2 separate regions of the Oryctolagus cuniculus genome follow, and region 1 is linked to region 2. Evidence: chromatin contacts called from public Hi-C data. All regions are on one chromosome and are shown on one strand. Each heading gives the region's core, a stretch centred on a gene start, on an enhancer-like site or on the middle of the called end of the contact. The rest is flanking DNA. Distances are from core to core; before and after follow the strand shown. Region 1 holds the start of CEBPD (CCAAT enhancer binding protein delta). Region 2 overlaps SPIDR (scaffold protein involved in DNA repair).

Region 1 (6,954 bases), core at 3,657-6,156, 350 kb after region 2:
AAGAAATTATTTCTTTTAATTTTCTGAAAGATTTATTATTGGTTTGAAAAGCAGAGTGTCAGAGAGAGAGGGAGAGACAGATTTTCCATTGCTGGTTCACTCCCTAAATGACCACAACAGCCGGGGCTGAGCCAGCAGGAAGCCAGGCACCTGGAACTACATCTAGGTCTCTCAAGTGGGTGGCAGGGGCCCAATACTTGGCCTATCTACTGCTGTCTTCCTAGGCACACTTGCAGGGAGCCAAACTGTAAGTATAGCAACCAGGTCTTAAACTGGCACTCACATGGGATGCCAGCGTCACAGGTGGCCACTTAACCTGCTGCACCACAATACCCCAAGAAATTATTTTTCTGAAGTCAGAATTTCATATTTTCACTCCAGAGTATCACAGAAATGCCTGGCCATCTCTTTAACACACAAAGCTAACTAAAATTGTAAAACAGAAGACCAAAGTATGCAGCTGTCCCCCCTCCATCCTCCTAGCACCACGGTGCCCACCGCATTCTATATTTCCTGATACTCTTCCCCCCAGACAGGCAGCCTCTAGGCTGCATCTTCTTCACTGCCATCTCTTCAAGGTTGGCTCATAAGGCCTCATAATAAACTCTGCAAGAGCGAATGGGTGCACGGGCCAAGAACTTGCCATGCATATCATATGTGAGCCTTAAGAAGTAGGACTCCCTGTCCAGTTCCTTCTTTTTCTGTCTTGAGCAGCAACTCTCTTGCCCCCCATTACTCACTCCATAAACCACCTGCTGACCTTAATCTTAACAGTTTTACCAAGGAAGCCAAAATTCTTCACAAAGCACATTACATAGGCTAGATATTTTTGCACCATGCCTGTCTTACATAAAAGAAAACTGAATTAGCACAGTGAGTTGGCATCAGAATGGTGCTCTCTCACAGATTGCTTATTGCTACGAAACAAACCATCCCAAAACATTGTGGCTTCCACATTTATTCAGCACACAGACCTGCAGTTCAGATAGTTCCCCTAGGACAGCTCGTCCTGCTCCACTGGGCATCAGCTGCAGTCCCCCAGGCTGCGCTTGGGGCCACCGGAGTCTCCTTGCTGAGGCGGTGGCTGGACTCCTCCCGAGAGAAGCAAGCAGAAAGCTGGCCACCTTTCCTATCTACATTTAGACTGCCACTCAGCGTCCCTTCCACTACTCTCTGTTAATGAGATGCTGGTCACTGAGGCCAAAAGGGTGAGGGCAGTGAGGTACTCACCTCTGATGGGAGGGCCACACTGGAGCCACAGACTGTGCCTGCTTTGACGTCAGAGCCTCAGTCTTCCTGGTCATGACACGTTCCTGGTAGAAGGGGTGAGCTAGCATACACATCACAGAGCTGTTGTAGACATTTGGTAGGTGCCTTGCACAGAGGAGGAGAAGGAACTGCCTGTAGAACTACTGTGCAGGTGGTATTACCCTCTAGGGCTTTCTCCTCTCAGGCGGCCACAGATGGAATTTATCCCAACGTTTTGAAGCCTTTATTTTCAGCCTGTCTCATCAGGGTAGGAACCCTGGATGCCCGGTTCCTGTGTTATGTGAAGCTTGCCCAGTTAATCACACGGACTCTAAAGAAGCAGTTTAGTGTCACTACAACACAGAAAGAGGCCAGTGTAACTCTAGAAGAAAAGGAGGGAAGTTTGGGGCAAAGTACCAGGAAATCCTTTGACCGGAAGTGTTGCTGGATTGGGGAAGTGTCCCAAAGGAAGTGGGAGACAGCTGCGAGCCACAGGCCCACCCTCTGCCCAGCTGGAGGACAGGCAGATCCTTTGCACATCTTGTCCCCCAGTTCCTTTCCTAGGCCAGGTTATTGTGACATCCCCGAAAATATCAGTCAGAAATATTCTAAGTGTTCCTTTGGTACAAACAGAATTTAGTTATCAGAATAAAGTAATTCCTTCACTTTCCCTAATAAAGGGGGCTTTTTTAGCAGCCCTTGGTCCCCTACTTCCCCCACCAGTGTTCTCACCCTTTGAGGACTAAAAGGTCGTGGACGAGGGAAAAGGCCTCTGCTCTGGCCCTCTGGTGCTCTGTGTTGCCGGGAACAGAACGTCCGGGCTAACTCTGTTTGCTTTAACCAGCATGCCTTTCTCACTGCAGAGTTATGAAGTGAAGAGTGTCCTCGGCAGGGAGGTGGGGTTGGCGAGTTGTTTTGTGCAGTCCATCACCACCCACCCGACCAGCTGCATTGGACTGGAGGAAATCAAGCTTCAGAGTGCGCGAGGCACCTCGGCAGAGCGCCCGCCCCAGCCACAGGACCTGTGAACTTTGTAGTGTGGCTGCGGGGGTGGCGGTGGGGGGTTGAAGTAGTTATCTGTTAACTATGGACCCAGCTAATGTACTTTATGATCTCAACACAAAACTTAGATTTTTCTGGGGCAAAAGTTATTAAAATGGTTTTGTAAGCTGTAAATCAAAATACCTCTCTCTACAATTTTGGTGGTTTTTTTTTTTTTATCAACTTCCAATAAATTCAGGAACATGTTGTTGAAACTGAAGGTCTTTTTGTATTTGCTTGGGCAGTAATAATGTGTAAGAAAATCCTGTTCTATTCAGTTGTAAAGTGTTTAGTATTTAACAGTTCCCCCCAAAGAATAGCTGTAAAGCAGAACCTTCCTCGCCCCTGTGATTTCGGTCTGGAGGGCTGTGACGAGTGTCCAGCAGAGGCATCTTCCAATTCAGTATTTTGGGGAAAATGCTCAGGGGAGCCATGTCAGAGGTGAGATTCCCATAAAGTGTAGCTAAGAAGCAGCGTGTTTACCACTCCTGAGCAGAGAGAGGGCTCACCCCACGGAGCTGTGTCATCACATGGGCCAAGCACAGACCTCAGAACCAGCCAGATACCCTTGGCTTTGTTGGCAGAGATTTAAATTGCACTTAAAACCACGAATTAATTAGCTTTGGACACTAAAGGTTTTGTGTTTCCTCCTTAGAGCAGTATAATCATGACAGGCTGGTTAATTAATTACATAATATCCACGCAGCAGGTAGCCCAAGAAAAGGTGCCTAGGACCCAGTTTTCTTGGGCGGGAGGCACACGGTTCTATTTATTTGGATTAAGTCTAGAAACTTTACAGTTACCTCCAAGATGAAATTTTAAGTAGCTCGATGACTGTCCTTTTCATCAGCCACATGACTTGTGCGCTTAGGCGCACTTTGAAAATCTGAGGAAAGTGAAAGCACAGGCCAGCCTTGAAGCCCGAAGGGACTGGGAAAGGCCCCTGGGTCTCCTGAGCCCCACACTCTCACCCCTCACGCAGCCATCTAACCTTAGGGAGCTCCTGGGCTGAGCTCTGCAGGGCCCCCAGGTCGCCCTGCCCCCGCACCTCCCGCTGGAAAGCTGCTAGCTTAACGCGCGGTTACTCATCTGCATCCACCTCAGCCAAGTTCAGTAAGACCTGTGGAGCTAGACCTTGGCGGGTTTCAAAAGCAGTGCGGACCCAATCTACGGACCAGCTCGCCTCCCCCACGGACACACACCTGGCCCCGTGCTTCCCAGGCGCTCGCCCTCCGCCAGGTCCTGGAACGCACCTCCCCCAGCGAGGTCCTGGCGCCACCGGCGTGCAGCAGTCACTGCGAATATAGGAAGCAGGGGCGATTTTAAATGCTTCTTTATTCTTACAAATACTGTAAAAATTAATATAAAAAAGTGAGCATGCTCAGTCTTTTCCTCTTATCTATAATACAAAGGGTTTGTCTGAAAAGTTTTTTTTTTTTTTCATACAAATGTACCTTAGCTGCATCAACAGGAGTATGATGTAGAAAAAGCTACCATTATAAAAATAATTTAAGGGAAAATAAACACGTATAGCTTCTCTCGCAGTTCAGTGGTGGTAAGTCCAGGCTGTAGCTTCCCGTCGCCCACACGTCCCGAAGAAAACTGCAGCCGGCGCCGGGCGGCTCTGTGGGCGCCCGGGCTGCGCAAGGCAGGGCACGCTCGCTCCCGGGCCGTCGGGTCTGAGGTATCGGTCGTTGGTTAGTCTGTCCCGTTCGGGCCGCGCGTTACCGGCAGTCGGCGGCCCCGGTGGCGGGCAGGAAGGGCGGGCTGGGCAGCTGCTTGAAGAACTGCCGGAGCCCGGCCAGGTCCCGCGTGAGCTGCTCCACGCGCTGGTGCAGCTTCTCATTCTCCGCCGACAGCTCCACCAGCTTCTGCTGCATCTCCTGGTTGCGCCGCTTGGCCTTGTCGCGGCTCTTGCGCACGGCGATGTTGTTGCGCTCGCGCCGCTGCCTGTACTCGGGGCTGCCGCGGTCCGGGCCCCTCTTGCCGGTGCCCTTCTCCCGGGCAGGGCCGGGCGCGGGGCTCGGCCCCGGGCTGGCTCGCGGCGGCTCCGGCGACGTGGGCGGTGTGGGTTGCGCGGCGGCCGCCAGGCTCACCACGGTCTGCGCGCACGCGGCCACCTGCGCGGGCAGCAACGAGCCCGGCGCGTCGCCGCCGTCGCCCCAGTCGGGTTCGCGCTTGAGCGGACGCGGGGCGGCGGGGCCTGGGCCCGGGGGCCGCGGGGGACCGCCTGGCAGCAGCTCCAGGGCGCCCGCTCCGCCCGCGCCGCCGCCGCCGCCTGCTTTGTGGTTGCTGTTGAAGAGGTCAGCGAAGAGCTCGTCGTGGCACAGTTCCAGGGTGGGCACTGCGGCCATGGAGTCGATGTAGGCGCTGAAGTCGATGGCGCTTTCGTCGTCGTACATCGCGGGGGCGGCGGCGCCCGGCTCCCCGAGGGTCCCCGGTTCGGCCCCTCGGCCCGGCTTTCCCACTCGACCCGGCTCGTAGAAGGGTGCGGGCTCCGTGGGCCAGGGCGCGCCGCGCGCCGGGCCGTCCAGGCTGAAGAGCGCGGCGCTCATGGCGGCGTCGGGCCGGGCTCGGAGTCCAATTGCGGCTGTCACCCAGCTGGGCCGGGCCCGCCGCCTTTTCTAGCCCCGGCTGACGCGCACGCCCCGCCCCGGCTCCGGCACCGCGGGGGCGCCCCGGGGCCGCGGGGGAGGGGGGGCGCACCCTAAGAGCCCCCGCCCTGCGCCCTGGAGCCGCCCCCAGCCCCGAGCCTTGCCCTGGCGCACATCCCGCCTTGCTGCGCGCCGGGGGCCCCTACGCGGCCGTGGGACCCCCGGAGCGCGCGTGGGGGAGGGGCGCGCGCCTCTTCCCTCCGCCCCCGGCCGGCCCGAGCCGCGCTGCTGGGAATGACCCTCCCTCTGCCCGCACTCCAGGCCTTCCCTCCTTCCTGTTTGTGAGCTTTGGAACCTCTTGGTTTCTCGGTGCCGGCAGTGAAATCAAAACCAAGACTTGGCCGTGGCGTGCACGTCGCGGGAGGGAGAGGGACTGGGCGACTCAAGGACGGAGGGGTGCGCGCGGCCGGGAGGCTCCTGGGCCGCAAGCGGCTGATTCGCCCACCCGACCTTTGCCCGGACGCCTCCGCCCCGGGAACGGATGCGGGCAGCTGCCCAGAGGGCAGGCTGCCGGGACGGTCTCCCGGCGCAGCCTCTACTGGGACATGTCCGCGAGGCGGCGGGCAGGCAGTGGATGGCGGGAGGCCGTCCCGCACCTCACCCGCCCGTCGCTCTGGAGCTGGGCGTTCCAGCTAGCCCTAGGGGTCGACGCCCAGCAAAATGCTGTTGGTGCGTCCCAACCAAGGGGCAGCGGGACGTCCTCGTCGAGAGCGGAGTGCAGGGCAGCGGTGGTCGCCCTGGACATAGCGTGCCCCGGGGGCGCCGAGGCCCTCCTGCCGTCCCGAGCCCCGCAAGGCACCCGCGCTCCCCTCGAGCTCCTGCGCACTGGGCCGAGGCTTCCGGGTCTACTAAAGCAGTGCCATCTTGTGGTGGTGTCTTGCTTCAGCCCTATTGTTAATGCCAGGCTCTTTTTCCCTTTCTGACTACTCCAAAATACAGTGCTGTTGAATTTACAGTATTTAGGTCCTTTAGGGAAGAAACACAGCTGTAACCGGGTGTTAGGCTGCTAGCTCTTCATACTGTGAATTGCATGAGAAGACGCGGCGAGGATGGGCTTGATTTCCTGCGGTTTGAGGCAGGCATTCTCGTCAATTCTACTAAGTCACAACCCTTATTCAGTCCTGGCCTCCATCTCGCATCTCTTCTTCGCTTAGGCTTTTCACGCACCCTGGGTTGGTTCCGAGCACCAAACGTTCCACAGACTGCTCCGGTCCATCCTAGAGATAATTGGTAATTTCTTTTTTGTTTTAAAGATTTATTTATTTTACTTGAAAGTCAGAGTTACATAGAGAGAGGAGAGGCAGAGAGAGAGAGAGAGAGAGAGGTCTTCCATGGTTCACTCCCCAGTTGGCCGCAATGGCCGGAGCTGCTGCACCCATTCGAAGCCAGGAGCCAGGAGCCAGGAGCTGCTTCCGGGTCTCCCACATGAGTGCAGGGGCCCAAGGACTTGGGCCATCTTCCACTGTTTCCTAGGCCATAGCAGAGAGCTGGATGGGAAGTGGAGCAGCCAGGTGTTGAACCCAGATGGGATGCCAGCGCTTCAGGCCAGGGTGTTAACCCGCTGCACCACAGTGCCGGCCCCTGGAGGTAATTTCTAATATTGCACTGAAACTATGGGATATTTAATGGGTTTTCTAAAAGGACAGACCGCTTTAAAATTTCATAGAGAGGGTCCCTCAAGTTGCTGTTGAGACTACTTACCTATTCAGAGTAAAACCCAAGAGTGCATATAGCATGGGCCCATGCACACTCCGAGAGCCTACATTTTTCTTGGTTCTTAGGGAACACAAATACACTGAGTGACCATGCACTCAAGAACAATTCAGGTACAACATTCTAGGAGATGATCTTCTGCTTGCCCACCAGAGTGGATGTAAATGTGTTTCTGACAGCTGAGTTTCCTAGGCCATGTTGTACCCTGGGATGCTCAGACCAGCCAGGTAGAAGGCCCTTGACTGGGTGGGGCTGAACTAGGGAGAAAGGCTAGGCCTACATTTTAGAAACTGATGGG
Region 2 (6,935 bases), core at 3,160-5,659:
CCCTAAAGGCATTCAGATCTGGCTGAAAAGCCCATGAGAGTATTTCAGGCATGGAAAGCCAAGACACTCTGGCAAAAGATCTCTGCGAGTGAGATCCCAGTGGAAAGAACAGGTCTTCAAAGAAGGAGGTACCTTTCTCTGAAGGGAGGAGAGAACCTCCACTTTGACTATGACCTTGTCTAAACAAGATAAGAGTCGGAGAACTCAAGGGGCTTCCATAGCCTTGGAAACTCATGACTGGAGCCTAGGGAGATTACTGATGCCATAGACAGGAGTGTCAATTGGTAAAGTCAACTACAGGAGTCACTGTGCACTTACTCCTCATGTAGGATCTCTGTCCTTAATGTGCTGTGCATTGAGATTTAATGCTATAACGAGTACTCAAACAATATATTTCACTTGGTGTTTCTATGGGGGTGCAAACTGTTGAAATCTTTACTTAATGCATACTAAACTGATCCTCTGTTAAAAAAAAAAAAAAAAGAAAAGAAATTATCAACTCCCAACTTGACTCTCACTGGGATTAAACATGACAATAGGTCTGATCTGATTTCATCATCATTTAAAAAATCATCTATTATTTTTCACTTTATGTTTCTGTGTGGGAGCAAACTGTTGAAATCCTTACTTAATGTATACTAAGCTGATCTTCTGTATATTAAGATAATCGAAAATGAATCTTGATGTGAATGGAAGGGGAGAGGGAGTGGGAAAGGGGAGGGTTGTGGGTGGGAGGGACGGTATGGGGGGGAAGCCATTGTAATCCATAAATCGTACTTTGGAAATTTATATTCATTAAATAAAAGTTAAAAAAAAATAATACATTTCTTTTCTGAGATTCCCTTTTCCATTTATTCCCATTTTCAGGATCTTAAATGTTATTTAAACACTGAACATATTGATTTGTAACTCTCTGCTGCCATTTGTGTTGTTATTTCATTCAGGTAGAGACTAGAATTGATGGACTATTTTATTAACCTGTATTTTAAAGGCTTTGTCTTTCTGGGCAAGGAAAGATAAAGAGAGTATAAAACAGATGAATGGTCCAGAGGAGATGTAGATTCAGTTGTGAAGAAAAGGCCTGTTTGCTTAGCTTCTTAAGTTTGTGCTATATAAGATGCAATGAGATGGGGCCAGCATGTGGCATAGCAGGTTAAGCCACTATTCCGATTCCAATATCCTATATGGACACTGGTTCAAGTGCTGGCTGCTTCACTTCTGTTCCAGCTCCCTGCTAGTGCCTGGTAAAGCAGTAGAGGATGGCCCAAGTCCTTGTGCCTCTGTACCCACATGGGATACCTGGAAGAAGCTACTGGTTCCTGTCTCTGGCCAGGCCCAGCCCTGGCCACTGAGCACATTTGAGGAAAGAACCAGCTGATGGAAGATTCTCTGTCTCTCTCTCTTAACTCTGCCTTTCAAAAGAAATAAGATAAATCTTTTAAAAAATATATGCAATGGGATAAGGAAAAATGTGTGTTTACTTTGCACACACATGGAGCTTCTAGATAGTGGAAAAGGTAACATGTACCTATTAAAAGTGACTGGAAGCCAGAGCAAGACAAATCTAATGCCAGTCATTCCGAGTCAGAGCGAAGCAGACTGTTGAGATGAGAACAATAAGAAGGGTCTTTGTGGAGCTAGCCCTTTTAGGCTAGGGCATGTCTGTCTGAACAGGGGCCTAAGGTGTGGGTACCAGAAGCTGAGAACATGAAATTGCATGATGGGGTCTAAAGTAGGAGTTTGGGACCTAGGGAACACATGAGTGATAGGATAAGAAGCTTTGACAGCCAAGTCTAGGTTGAAGGAGAACATTCAGCACAGTGCTGGTGCCTTTCTTAGTGTGTTTGTGTAGGCTAGGGCAAATGTGTACACAAAACAGGCAAAGGTAGATCCAAGGACATCAGTTTGGGAAACTCATGTTTCTGATGATCCTGTTCTAGACACTGAGTGTTTAAATGGAAAGGAAGGGTGAGTTGTTAAGATTTATTATTGAATTAGTTTCATTTCTGTTCAGTTTGATGTAAAAGAGGACTTAGAGCAGTTGGTAAATAACTATTGGAAAGCTGAGATCCTGTAGAGCTGACTGACAGGATATAGTGGAATTCTGAGAAAGAGGGTGATTATTAGCTCAGCGTTACGACATGAGGCTATGTGAGATACTCAGTACAGTTGTCCAAAAGTATTCATAGAGGAGTTGGTTCTAAGCCCCCCTGTGAATATGAAAACCCCTGGATATGCAAGTACTCATATAAAATGGCATAGTATTAGCATGTGACCGTAACAATTCTCCTGTGTAAGTTAAATCATCCCTACAGTACTTATACTGCCCAAAATGATGAAAATGTTATGTAATTAGTTGTTACACTGTATTGCTTAGGGAATGATAACAAGAATTAAAAGTTTGTACATGACAGACCCAATTTTGTTTCCAGAATATTTTCCAGTTGAAACTGGAAATTGGTGACTATACCAATGAGGAACCAATGAATACCAAAGGCTGACTATTATATATGCTTCTTAGGCATATATAATGTGATTGGATTAAGGACGAAGGGACTGGAAGCAATATTTGAGAGTTGCCTATGGTTTTTTGGTTATTACGGTCTCAGAATTGAAAAATAAAGTCTTTATCAAATAAGAACCTACTATTTTTAATTAATTGGTACTGTAAGATTCCTTCTGGATATCAAGTGTTGATGCAAAATCTGAACTGTGGTAGGTAGAATTCTAAATGACTTCCAATGTGCCCACTCATCACAGTGTACTGAATAATCCCTGGAACTTAGACTAGGATTTGATTTTACCATCGTGATTAGGTTTTGTTATATGGTATAGCTGGCTTTGAGAAAAGACTTTATCTTCAGTGCACTTTTCCTAATTCCTGAGCTCTTCAAATCTAGGTCTGGAAGACAGAGGCTGAAGAAGTTAGAGACTTGGAGCAGGAAGGGTTTGTGTGTTGTTTCTGGCTTGAAAATGGAGGGAATCCCAGGGCAGGGGACATATAGCATCCTGCAGGTCAGAGCAGACCTCAGCAGGCATCCCAAAAAGAAACAGGACCCGCTTCTGTAACTACAAGGAGCTGAATTCTGCACAACAACAAGAATGAGTTTCTACTTGGATTTTTCTCCAGAGGAAGACTAACCACTACCCAACACATAGATTTCAGCTTTGCCATAGCCTGAGCAGAGGACCCAGCTATAACTTGCAGGACTTCTGGCCTGCGGAACTGTGTAAGTTAATAAGTGGGTCTTGCTTTGAGCCAAGAAGTTTGTGGTCACTTGTTACATAGAAATAGGAAACTAACACACAGTATGAGAACAACAGTTGAAGCACGCAAGTAGTGTGGACCATTGTAGAAATTCACATACTTAAGACAGTGGGAACATGGAATAAAAAGAAGTTTAACTGGTTAAAAAAGGCAAGAAATTCTATCACTAGCTTTCTCCTTCTTCCTGCTGGCTCTCTCCACTCCTTTCATAATACTTAGTCCATAACCAGCCTGACTGTTAGTCAGCATTGTAGCAGTAGCATCCAGCAGATACTTGGTGTTCAAGAAGTGTATGAGAAATGATTGAAGGCAAGTAAGGAATTTTGCTTTGCTAGAAAAAAATATGTCTGGTGGGAAACAGGGAAGATGAAGATGGTAATGACATAGTGATTCAAAAGCTAAATTAAAAATTATAGAATGAGAGGCCAGCGCCTTGGCGCACTAGGTTAATCCTCCACCTGTGGTGCCGGCATACCATATGGGCTCCAGGTTCTAGTCCCGGTTGCTCCTCTTCCAGTGCAGCTCTCTGCTATGGCCTGGGATAGCAGTAGAAGGTGGCCCAAGTGCTTGGGCCCCTGCACCCGCATGGGAGACCAGGAGGAGGCACCTGGCTCCTGGCTTTGGATTGGCATAGCTCCAGCCATGGCGGCCATTTGGGGAGTGAACCAACGGAAGGAAGACTTTTCTCCCCGTCTCTCTCTCTCTCTCTCTCTCTCTCTCTCTCACTGTCTGTAACTCTATCTGTAAAATAAATAAATAAAAATCTTTAAAAAAATAATTATAGAATGACAGGTGTTTTCTTAGTTCAGTTGGGCTACTATAAGAAAACAACACAGACTTGGTGGTTTATAAACAGTAGAATTGCTTATAGCTCTGGAGACTGGAAAGTCCAAGATCAGGCTGCCAGCAGATCTGGTTGCTTGGCTCATCAACAGCCACATTTTCTGTAACTTTACATGGTGGGAGGGGTGGCAGTTCTCAGAAGCCTCTTTCATAAGGACACTAATCCCATTTATGAGGGCTCTGCCTCCATGACCTAGTCACCTTCCAAAGGCCCCATTTCCTAATATTATCACATTGGGGACTAATTTCAGCAATTCTAGGAGGACAAAAACTTGCAGTCTCTTGCAGATGTCACTGGTTGTTGACAGAGTGGGAAGGAGCTAAGAGGTCAAAAAGGCAGTTTTGCTAGGGAGATCATACTGCTGAGTATAGTTGGTTTTCAGTAAAATGGTGAATGCTAAAATAAATTTTTAGTAATTCAAATAAAAAGTAGGTCCTTGGTGCCTTGCATTGTCTTGCCAAGGTGAATGTGCTGTGGCTTTGATGTGAAGAGAGAAAAACATCATGGGAGCAGGAACTTCAACATCTTTCTGGACAGACATGGCTAAATGTATGGTTAACCTGGGGCAAAGAAAGTGAGTATAGTCTTCCCTTAGGAAAATTTGCCAACAGTCTTTCCTCTAGTAACATTGTTAACTTTCATAAAGCTTCTTATTCAGTTTCCTGCTTAGCTCTGGAACAGGTCTACTCTGTGAATGTTTATAAGCATCAGGAAGAGAATTCTGGGCATGAGTTTAAAAATTAAAAAGAGAATTAAATAAGTGGGTAAACACATCCCATTTGATTGACACCCAGTGATGCAAGGGATAGAAACAGCCTCTTCTGTCAGAGATTCCTTAGATTTTATTATTAAGTAGTGTGATGTAAAGCTAAACATAGTAATTATAATGCCAAAAAATGATTGGCAGTGTCTTCTCTGTGACTAGGGTACATTTCCTAGGCATGTGGAAATAAACTGTAGGAGAAGTAGCCATAATCATGTAGGCTGGGTAGGTTTGTATATGAAGATGAGGTGGGACATTCTAAAATGGAGGGAAATACGAATGTGAGGTGAGTGAGAGTGTTTGTCCCCTCTGTCTCTTTGAATTCATAGTGTATATTTTTTCCTGAAAAATTTTTGCAAGGAATAAAAATGGAGAGAGGAAGCTCCTAACAAGACAATGCTTAATAGACATTTGACTTTTGTTTTGGATTTATAATTAATGTTTACCTGAACTAGTTAGTGTTTTAACTGTGTTTGAGACCACAAATAGTTTCTTCAATATTTTCTCAAGTGCTTAAGACACTTAATTCTCCCTCTTGACTTCCTCTTAAGCTTTGAAACTGCAATTTCCTTTGTAGGAACAACTTCCTGCTGGGTGCTGCTTTCTCTGGCCACTTCTGTCTTGGGTGTCCTGTGTTTTTATCTGAAGTCCTAAGTGCATTGCAACACTAGCCATTTCATCATGGTGTGAATTGAGAAAGTCTAGCAGGAAATCACAAGTTGATTGTCCTCTATGCCAGCCTCCAGCCTCATGTTTCTTGGTTGCTGTGTCATGATAGGCAGTTGGTATTCTGAGTGGCAGTTATGAAGGGGACACTTTGTGGAATGGACTTCTTTTCCAGGGGTTTATCTAAGACAGTAATCATCTGGGGAGCAAAATACACATAGAAAGAAAATGTTTTCATGATAGTCTAGAAAAATTCTAATGACCCAATACTGCTTTCCTCTATGCTCATATGAAGTTCATTCTTTTCCAGAAATGACTTTTTTGTTTTTAAATCCTTAGATTTAAAAGAATGGGAGGAAATTTCTATTTGTTTCATCATCCACTCTCTGCTATAAGTATGTTGTATACCATTAATTTTACCAGATCTGTGCAAGATTATCACCTGAAAGAAAAAAGAAAGGTTTTGTAGGCACAATATTGGGCCAAAAGTGTTAATCTATGGAGTGAGGAGCATCTGTACATGTGGTCATGGTCTCCAGAAGGTCTGTTCTGTGTGTGATGTCCACCATAGAGAGAAATCTGTTTGCTGTCCTCTCAAGGCAGAAGGAACTTCTTTAGTTTCCTTCTCTATCAACTGCAGAAGTGGCGCAAAGTTTATTTCCCATTTTGTTGCTGTTCAGATAGGCTCCTGACACATAAGGGAAAGATGTATTGTGAAAGATTTTTTTCCCTGCTGTTGTTATTTAGAGATCAGATAAAGAGAAGTTTTCTGTAAGTGATGTGGTCAACATTTATTTATTTCATATTCTTTCAAGCAGTAGATTTCTCTACTAGTCTTGGAGCCAGGCCTACAGAAAGCAAGTCAGCTTTCAAGGAGCTCATAGTTTGAAAAAAGGGACAGACATGTAGACAAATGCTTGTAGAATATAGAAATTCAGTAATAGAAACAGTTTGTACCTGTTGGAAGAGATGACTAGCTCTCCATGGGAAAAGAAAGACTCCATAGTAGGTAATGTTAAAGCAATTCTAGGGGAATACCAATACCAATGGTAGAATTGCAGTGGGTATATCTGGGTGCCTTCTGCAAAATTCACTCTTAAGAGGAAGTTAGAGGGGGGAGGACGTCATCACAGATGCTGGATGCTTGAATAGTCTTCAACACCCAGTAGGAGTTTACCAGGTAGGCAACATAGAGGAAGGGCATTTTGGGTTAAAGAAATAGCATGTAAAAAATACGAAGACAAAGAATAACTTTCTGGGGAAGCATCAGTAATTTGATATAGCTGAGTTAGATCTTTTTTGTGGAAGAGCATCAGGAAATAATATTAGAGAATTAAGACCATGAGGAAATTGAATGCCACACTATTTGTTTTTTACTTATTTTTGTAAAAGAT

The links. Hi-C and Micro-C count contacts between places; a contact is called where the count stands out from the background.
Region 1: a Hi-C map of an unstated tissue shows a contact between it and region 2, with 1.9 times the contacts expected there. The contact joins the promoter of CEBPD here to the enhancer-like site in region 2. A contact is called at or near these places in 2 of 6 Hi-C or Micro-C datasets (psoas muscle and an unstated tissue).

What each region holds. Positions count from the first base shown.
Region 1 is chr6:71,957,991-71,964,944 of mOryCun1.1, forward strand. It overlaps CEBPD (CCAAT enhancer binding protein delta), which reads right to left and starts at 4,907. Exons shown (of 1, transcript XM_051844484.2): 1 at 3,607-4,907. The coding sequence starts at 4,844. The coding sequence ends at 4,014. All of the region lies in intron 19 of SPIDR (scaffold protein involved in DNA repair), which reads left to right. It overlaps LOC108176496 (a long non-coding RNA gene), which reads right to left and starts at 1,632. Exons shown (of 4, transcript XR_007919030.2): 1 at 1,231-1,632.
Region 2 is chr6:71,607,877-71,614,811 of mOryCun1.1, forward strand. All of the region lies in intron 5 of SPIDR (scaffold protein involved in DNA repair), which reads left to right. It also overlaps the pseudogene LOC127490634. Among named protein-coding and RNA genes, the nearest start is that of SPIDR, 110 kb to the left of the region's middle. Within about 2 kb of position 4,410, at least 1 of the 8 cell types and tissues checked has an H3K27ac peak or open chromatin away from gene starts, as enhancers often do.